Regions from separate parts of the Mus musculus genome. Here region 1 is linked to region 2. A link is a contact called in public HiChIP or PLAC-seq data. All regions are on one chromosome and are shown on one strand. The core of a region is the stretch at or near the end of the contact, and the rest is flanking DNA. Distances in the headings are between cores, read along the strand shown.

Evidence for each region. HiChIP or PLAC-seq counts read pairs in DNA pulled down with a chosen protein or histone mark.
Region 1: an H3K27ac HiChIP or PLAC-seq map of embryonic stem cells shows a contact between it and region 2, with 3 times the contacts expected there. The contact joins the enhancer-like site here to the promoter of Sycp1 in region 2. A contact is called at or near these places in 10 of 39 promoter capture datasets (the 3T3-L1 cell line, the C10 cell line, HPC-7-derived erythroid cells and 5 more), 1 of 115 datasets of contacts at active chromatin or transcription factors (embryonic stem cells) and 1 of 9 other capture datasets (adipose tissue).

Annotation. Positions count from the first base shown.
Region 1 is chr3:102,716,577-102,719,473 of GRCm38.p6, forward strand. No RefSeq gene overlaps it. Among named protein-coding and RNA genes, the nearest start is that of Tspan2, 17 kb to the right of the region's middle. Within about 2 kb of position 1,540, at least 19 of the 459 cell types and tissues checked have an H3K27ac peak or open chromatin away from gene starts, as enhancers often do. A contact at or near this core is called in embryonic stem cells and trophoblast stem cells, where this site is marked.
Region 2 is chr3:102,934,668-102,937,670 of GRCm38.p6, forward strand. It overlaps Sycp1 (synaptonemal complex protein 1), which reads right to left and starts at 1,433. Exons shown (of 33, transcript NM_011516.2): 1 at 1,319-1,433; 2 at 877-998; 3 at 142-214. The coding sequence starts at 984.

The sequences.
Region 1 (2,897 bases), core at 290-2,789, 220 kb before region 2:
GGAAGCATGTTTGCTAGAACCATGGTACGTGTTTGATCAAGCCAGCAGCCTTCACTGTCCACTACAGGCAAAAGCCCCAAAGAGAACAGACGGCACTTGGCTCTCTTCATGAGAGAAGAAAGCTGGTACCACAGGCTCATACCTCAGATGAATTATGAACCTTATAAACACATTTACCCCAGCAAAATGTTTTGTGCAGGCTGGGTGCTATGTCAGACACAAGAATCCAGTCACAGAGTCGAACCTTTGTGCAGCTTAGCAACCAGCAGGCAGGTGAACAATGAACAGATAATTCACCCAGAGACACACAAAGTCCTCCTTTAGCATCCACGGGACCCAGGATCCTGCCCAGTCTGCAGGTACTCAACTCTCACATGGAAGATGCTACGGTGTTTTCATAACTATACACATTCTCCCAGACACTCCAAATCATCTTCTCACCTAATATACTGAGAATGTTGTGTCAATATTTATTATTCTTTTCTGGGGCAGGGGTTTGGGAATAATGACACAAAAAGAAAATATGTCCTTTCAGGACACAGGTTTTTAGTCAAATGTTTGCAATCCATCATTGCTTGAACCCATGAGTATAAAATCAATGCACACAGGAAGGAGGCTGACTGTAATTACAAACTGGTATGTGTTGTGATAGATGTATCAGGTGTGTTCCAGGAAAACTTACAACCCTGAAATCTGGCCAATAGCTGGGAGGAACATTTGCAGACCCCAAAGCACACTGCAGGCATGAGCAAGCACATGCAAAAACCCAGCATAAAGCATGCAGAGCCCAAGGAAGGGGAAATGGGCAAAAAGTGAAAGACCCACAATGTGAGGACTCCCCCACGTTCTGACTCAGGAGAGGCGACACCCAAAATCACTCACAAGAAACGGTCTTGCTGCAAACTGCAAGAGGATTTTTTTTTTATTCAAGAGCTCTCTCAGGCCCAGGGTCATACACCACGCAGGGGTAGAGGACCGTGGCATGCCGAGTAGCTGGGTAAGGGGGTATTTAAAGGAAGAAACCTCAACTCAAGGAAGTGGGGAGTGCATTGTTGATTAAGAGTCCCAAGGAAGTGCAAAGTCACAAGAGTCACAAGGAATACCTGGTAATTGTGCAGGGTATCTCTCAAGACAGTTTCTAAGAGCCCCTAACAATAGCACATTTGCATAGCGGGTTCCAGCAATGGTCTGGATGACTTTCTTTGAATGAACACTCTTTGAACCCAGGAAGCAGTGGGTGGAGGAATGTCGCTATTTGTTTTATGATTAGCATACCTTGGAGCAATGGATCACAGAGGTCACATTCCCAAGCCTGGGCCTAAAGGCCTAGAATTTTGTTTTTACATTATACTTTCAGAAGTCTCAGGAGACATGGAGGAGGGTGGTGGGAAGGTGTGGTGGAGAGACAACTAGTTTGGGCCTTGCAGGCTGTGGTTGGGTTCTGATTTTTTTTAAAAAGTGCAGATGCTGAAAACTAACCAGCAGTGTGAGTGTTGTGAGAGACAGTTGAGGTTTGGTCTGTTGCTGTGTATTGTAATGCTAAATTCTGTGGAAGGTCTTGGCCTAGGAGTGAATTCTCCGGTTTACAAGCTTTTGTTGTGCAAATCTTGTTCCTTGGTTTAAAACTATTGGTTAAATAAAATTGGTTATAGTCAATCACTGGAGGGATTAGAGGTAGGTGGGTTTGGAGTTATCTGCTTGGGGGGGGGGATGGGAGAGGAAGGAATGAGGAGAGACCAAGAGGAGGAGGAAGAAAATTTGAGGGAGAGGAGGAAGCTGCCAGGGGGAGAGATGGACAGTGAGCACGTGGCCAGGAGAAACAGCAAATATCTGGGGTACACCACTGTGGAGGTAGCCAGGCCAGCAGTTAGCAGAGTAGATTAGGGGAGAGCCCCCAGCAATTGTCAAAGACAAAATAAAAATAGAATAACCATAGTCTGAGTCTCATTTACTTGTAAGCTAGTCGGGGATAAGCTTAGATTGCTTCTATTACAGGAGACCTTGGGAGGTGACTGGGTCATAGATGAGAGTCCCTCACGAATGCCATCCATGCCCTCATAAGGGAACTCAACAGGGTGGCCATTCCTTCCACTGTGTTAAGCCGCAGCTGGAAAGTGCCACTATGAGACAAGAGCCTCACTAGATACCAATCTATTGGGTGCTCAATCTTGGTCTTCCTCTACAAGCCTCTCGAACAGTGGTTCTCAACCTCCCTAATGCTGCGACCCTTTAATGCAGTTCTTCATGTTGTGGTGACCTCAACCATAAAATTATTTCCTTGCTACTTCAAAACTTTAATTTTGCTACTATTATGAATTATAATGTGAATATATGCTATCTGATTCCTGTGAAAGGGTCATTCAACCCCCACATGGGGGTCAAAACCCACGGGTTGAGAACTGCTGCTCTAGAAATGTGGGCAATGACTGTTGTTGTTTACGAGCTATCTGGATCATGGTTCTTTAATGACCTTCAGTGCCATTAAAGAGCCTTAATGGAGACAGAGCCTAGGAATGGACTGAGAATAGAGAATTGGAGGCAGCTTGTTTGGGGTTCTTTGGCTATAAGTAACAATAACAGAACCTGTCTGTCTTCAATATAAAGCTAGCATATTAGAAGAAGACAGCTCACTTCAGAGAGAAGGACTGGAGAAGAGCAGGGGGCAGAGGCTGTGCCATAGCCTCAGACAGACAGGAATGATCCACTCTTGACAGAATGAATAGCACTCCAGTCCTCAGTCACTCCTCTCCAAATTCCAGTTTTCGGGGGCAGACCTGAAGGCACAGAGCGAGCTTGCCCTGCCAGCCCACTTCACTGTGGCCAGACAACACGGTTAGCCCGACGGGTTCTCAGTAAAACAGCTTCCAAGAGGGAAAGTCACAAAGAAGCTAGGTAAC
Region 2 (3,003 bases), core at 183-2,682:
GTCATTAAATATGAGAACATCACTTTATATTATTTTACCTAACTGAATGTCAAGAGTATTAATGTAATACTTGTGTTGTATAACTGGCAATGTATATAACAAAATGTTTCTATGAAAATTTACATATTTGTCCAAACCTACCTTTATCAATGTTTTCCCGACTGGACATTGTAAATGGAACACCAAAATCACCTTCTGTACATTTGTTGGCAGTCTAGAAATACAAAGAGGTTCTTTAAATATTCTGCTCAATACCTCTTTACTGTTATTACATAACAGAAACTTTGTATATTCTAGAATATTAATAATTTCAATAGTATATGGTTTCCTTCAATCTCACTCAACCAAATTGAGATCTTCACTAAATCAAATATCAATGACATGTCTTAGCTATAGCAGAAATTACCTGTAGCATTAACAACATATCAAAGACCCGGCCCTGCAAAAGTAGAAATACTGGGAATTGTATGTGCTATTGGGGGCGGAGCCATTTCTCCAGCCCAGCAGTGAATTTTACAAGAATCACGTTTAAAGGAGTCTAAAAAGTTTGAATGTTGGCAACATACAATAAGGCCTGTAATTACGGGCAAAAAAAAAAAAAAAAAAAATCCACCCCAAATTTTAGGGTATATCAGCGATTAATGTAACATACAAAGTGTAAGGCATGCTTTTCTTATTAGCATCTCTCTCGTGAGTCTCTGTGGGCTCGCACACGTGCCCGTGGTGTGGAAGCCACCCTTCTCGCCTTGACCGCGTGCGTTCTAGGGATGGAACTTTCTAGGGGTGGACCTCAGGTCTCCGGGCTCGGCGGCTGCACGTGCCTTTCGCCCCGTCCCGGGCCCGGGCACTGTCTCCGAAGCGCCCACGCAAGCTGACCTTGAAGTAGTTGGAGTCTCCTCCCGCCGTCTGCGGTTTCACGGCGGACACTTGACTGCTGCTCAGCCTCGGCGGGACGAACAGTGTGAAGGGCTTTTGCTTCTCCATGCTGCCTCCTGGGCCTCGGGGGAAGGGAAGAGGTCACACGGCTGGGTGAGGCCGAAGTACAGTGAGCCAGGTCCCTCAGAGGGGCCCAGCGTCCGTGTCACCCTGCGGCGCGTGTGGCCTGCACGGTGAAAGCCTGCACGGCCGCACCATCTCTCCACTCCAGCCGGCCACGCGACCACGGGCCCAGCCCGAACCTCGAAGGCCGCCCGCGACTGCCTGAGGCCCAGGGCCCGGGGCCTCCCTGGCCCGCGAAGCCCGCGAAGCCAAGCACCTGGACACGCGTGACAGAGGTGTGTACGTGGGCCCCAGGCCCCGACACCCTCCACACCCTCACCGTTGTCAGGCTCCGCGGCCCGTGGCCCCGCGTGCGCTCCTTTATGAAGACGACATGGAACGGAACCGTGAGCTTCCCCTCAGAACCTCCTGGAAGCCCGAGAACTCGCGGGACTGGGAGGCTGGCCGCGACCGGCTCAATTTAACGGTTGGTCCAGCTGGCCGGGATCTCGCGCGCAGCACTTCTCGCGAGATTTCCCTTCCCACGTGCCGGGTTCTCTACCAAGTCTGCGCTCAAAATTGTCGGAGGATGCTGGGAAAGCCCCCCCCCAACCCCCTCGTTGGTGTATAGCCATTTAAAGGCGTCTCAGTGCTTTCCTTTTCTAAGGCTGTATTTATTATGTTCTGGTGCGTGTTATAGAGTGTTTCATGTGGATGTATGCATCAACCCGTGCACCACGTGCAGCGTCCTGGGCATCCATAAGGAGTAGGAGCCCTTGGAATTGGAGTTACAGATGGTTGTTAGTTGCCTGGTGGATGCTGAGAACCAAACATGAGTCCTGTGCTACAGCCATAAGCCCCATAAAAAGAAGTCATTTCTGAGGAGTCCTGTGGTTGCTGGGTGCTAAAGATGGCTTTGGGAGTCTATAGAACTTCCTGTATGTGTTTGTAACTTCATTTGCTGTGGCTACACAATACCCCCGACTAAGCAAGCAAAACGGGAGCTGTCTGTGAGTCTTAATGAGACCAAGAAGTAGGATGGGGGGGGAGGGCCGGATGGGGGAGACTGGGTGGGGAAACAGAGTGCCAAGGCTGGACATAAAAAGAAGAGGTGAAGGCTAAAACTGGTTGGGGGCAGGGGCGTGTTTTTGACGTTACAAATGAGGATCATGAAATTTTGAGCATCAGGGTTAGCATGATTATGTTTGGAAGAAAAATCATGGTATAAAGAATGGTTCCGGTTTCTGGAGTGAGCCTGTTTTAATACCTAGGACAAGATATAAGGACCTGAATGATCGATCCACAGGGGTAGTGGAGATGAGGTGTCAGTGGGAAAGTACATTTACCAGGTTGAATTAGTGTGTTTCAACTTAAGTAAAAGGGAGGGAAATCAAAGAATCAGGCTTGGCTAACTAGATATATCATCATTATAGTCTTGAGACATGCCATGACCCAGCTCTCCCCAACTGAGCTAACTCCATTTCATGCCTGCATCTTTCCTCTGCAGAGGCTTCACAGTCCTGGCATCTCCAACCATGCTGGATTCTCCATTATAACCTAGGCTTGACCTTCACAGCTTCATACAATGGCCTCCAGGGCCGGCTTGCAGGGAATCAGACCCTAACACGTATTGCCTGCCCTCAGTGGTCACTGCAGTTTTCATGACCCCTCATTCTCACATCTAGCCTGCCTGCAAAATCAGTGCTGACCTCCAAGTTCTGTCGCCAGCTGAAGACATAAACTGGTTCGTTGGACTCCAACTACTGCATCCTCTATCTGCCTTAAAGGCCAAAGCTAGAGAAACTCATGTTTAGGAGGTTGTTTTTCAGGCAGGGGCCCTGCAGAGAACCCTTTTGTTCGGGTGCATTCTCAATTCACTCTCTCCTTACAAATGAATTTGGGTTTTTTGAAAGCTAGAGTCCTCAGAGTATCAGGCATTGATCGTAAGGACCCTCTTGCTTTGAAAGGCTTCTACTAAGCTGCAGTAATATTTTTAACAAGTACACCCTTTTATCTGCCAGTTTA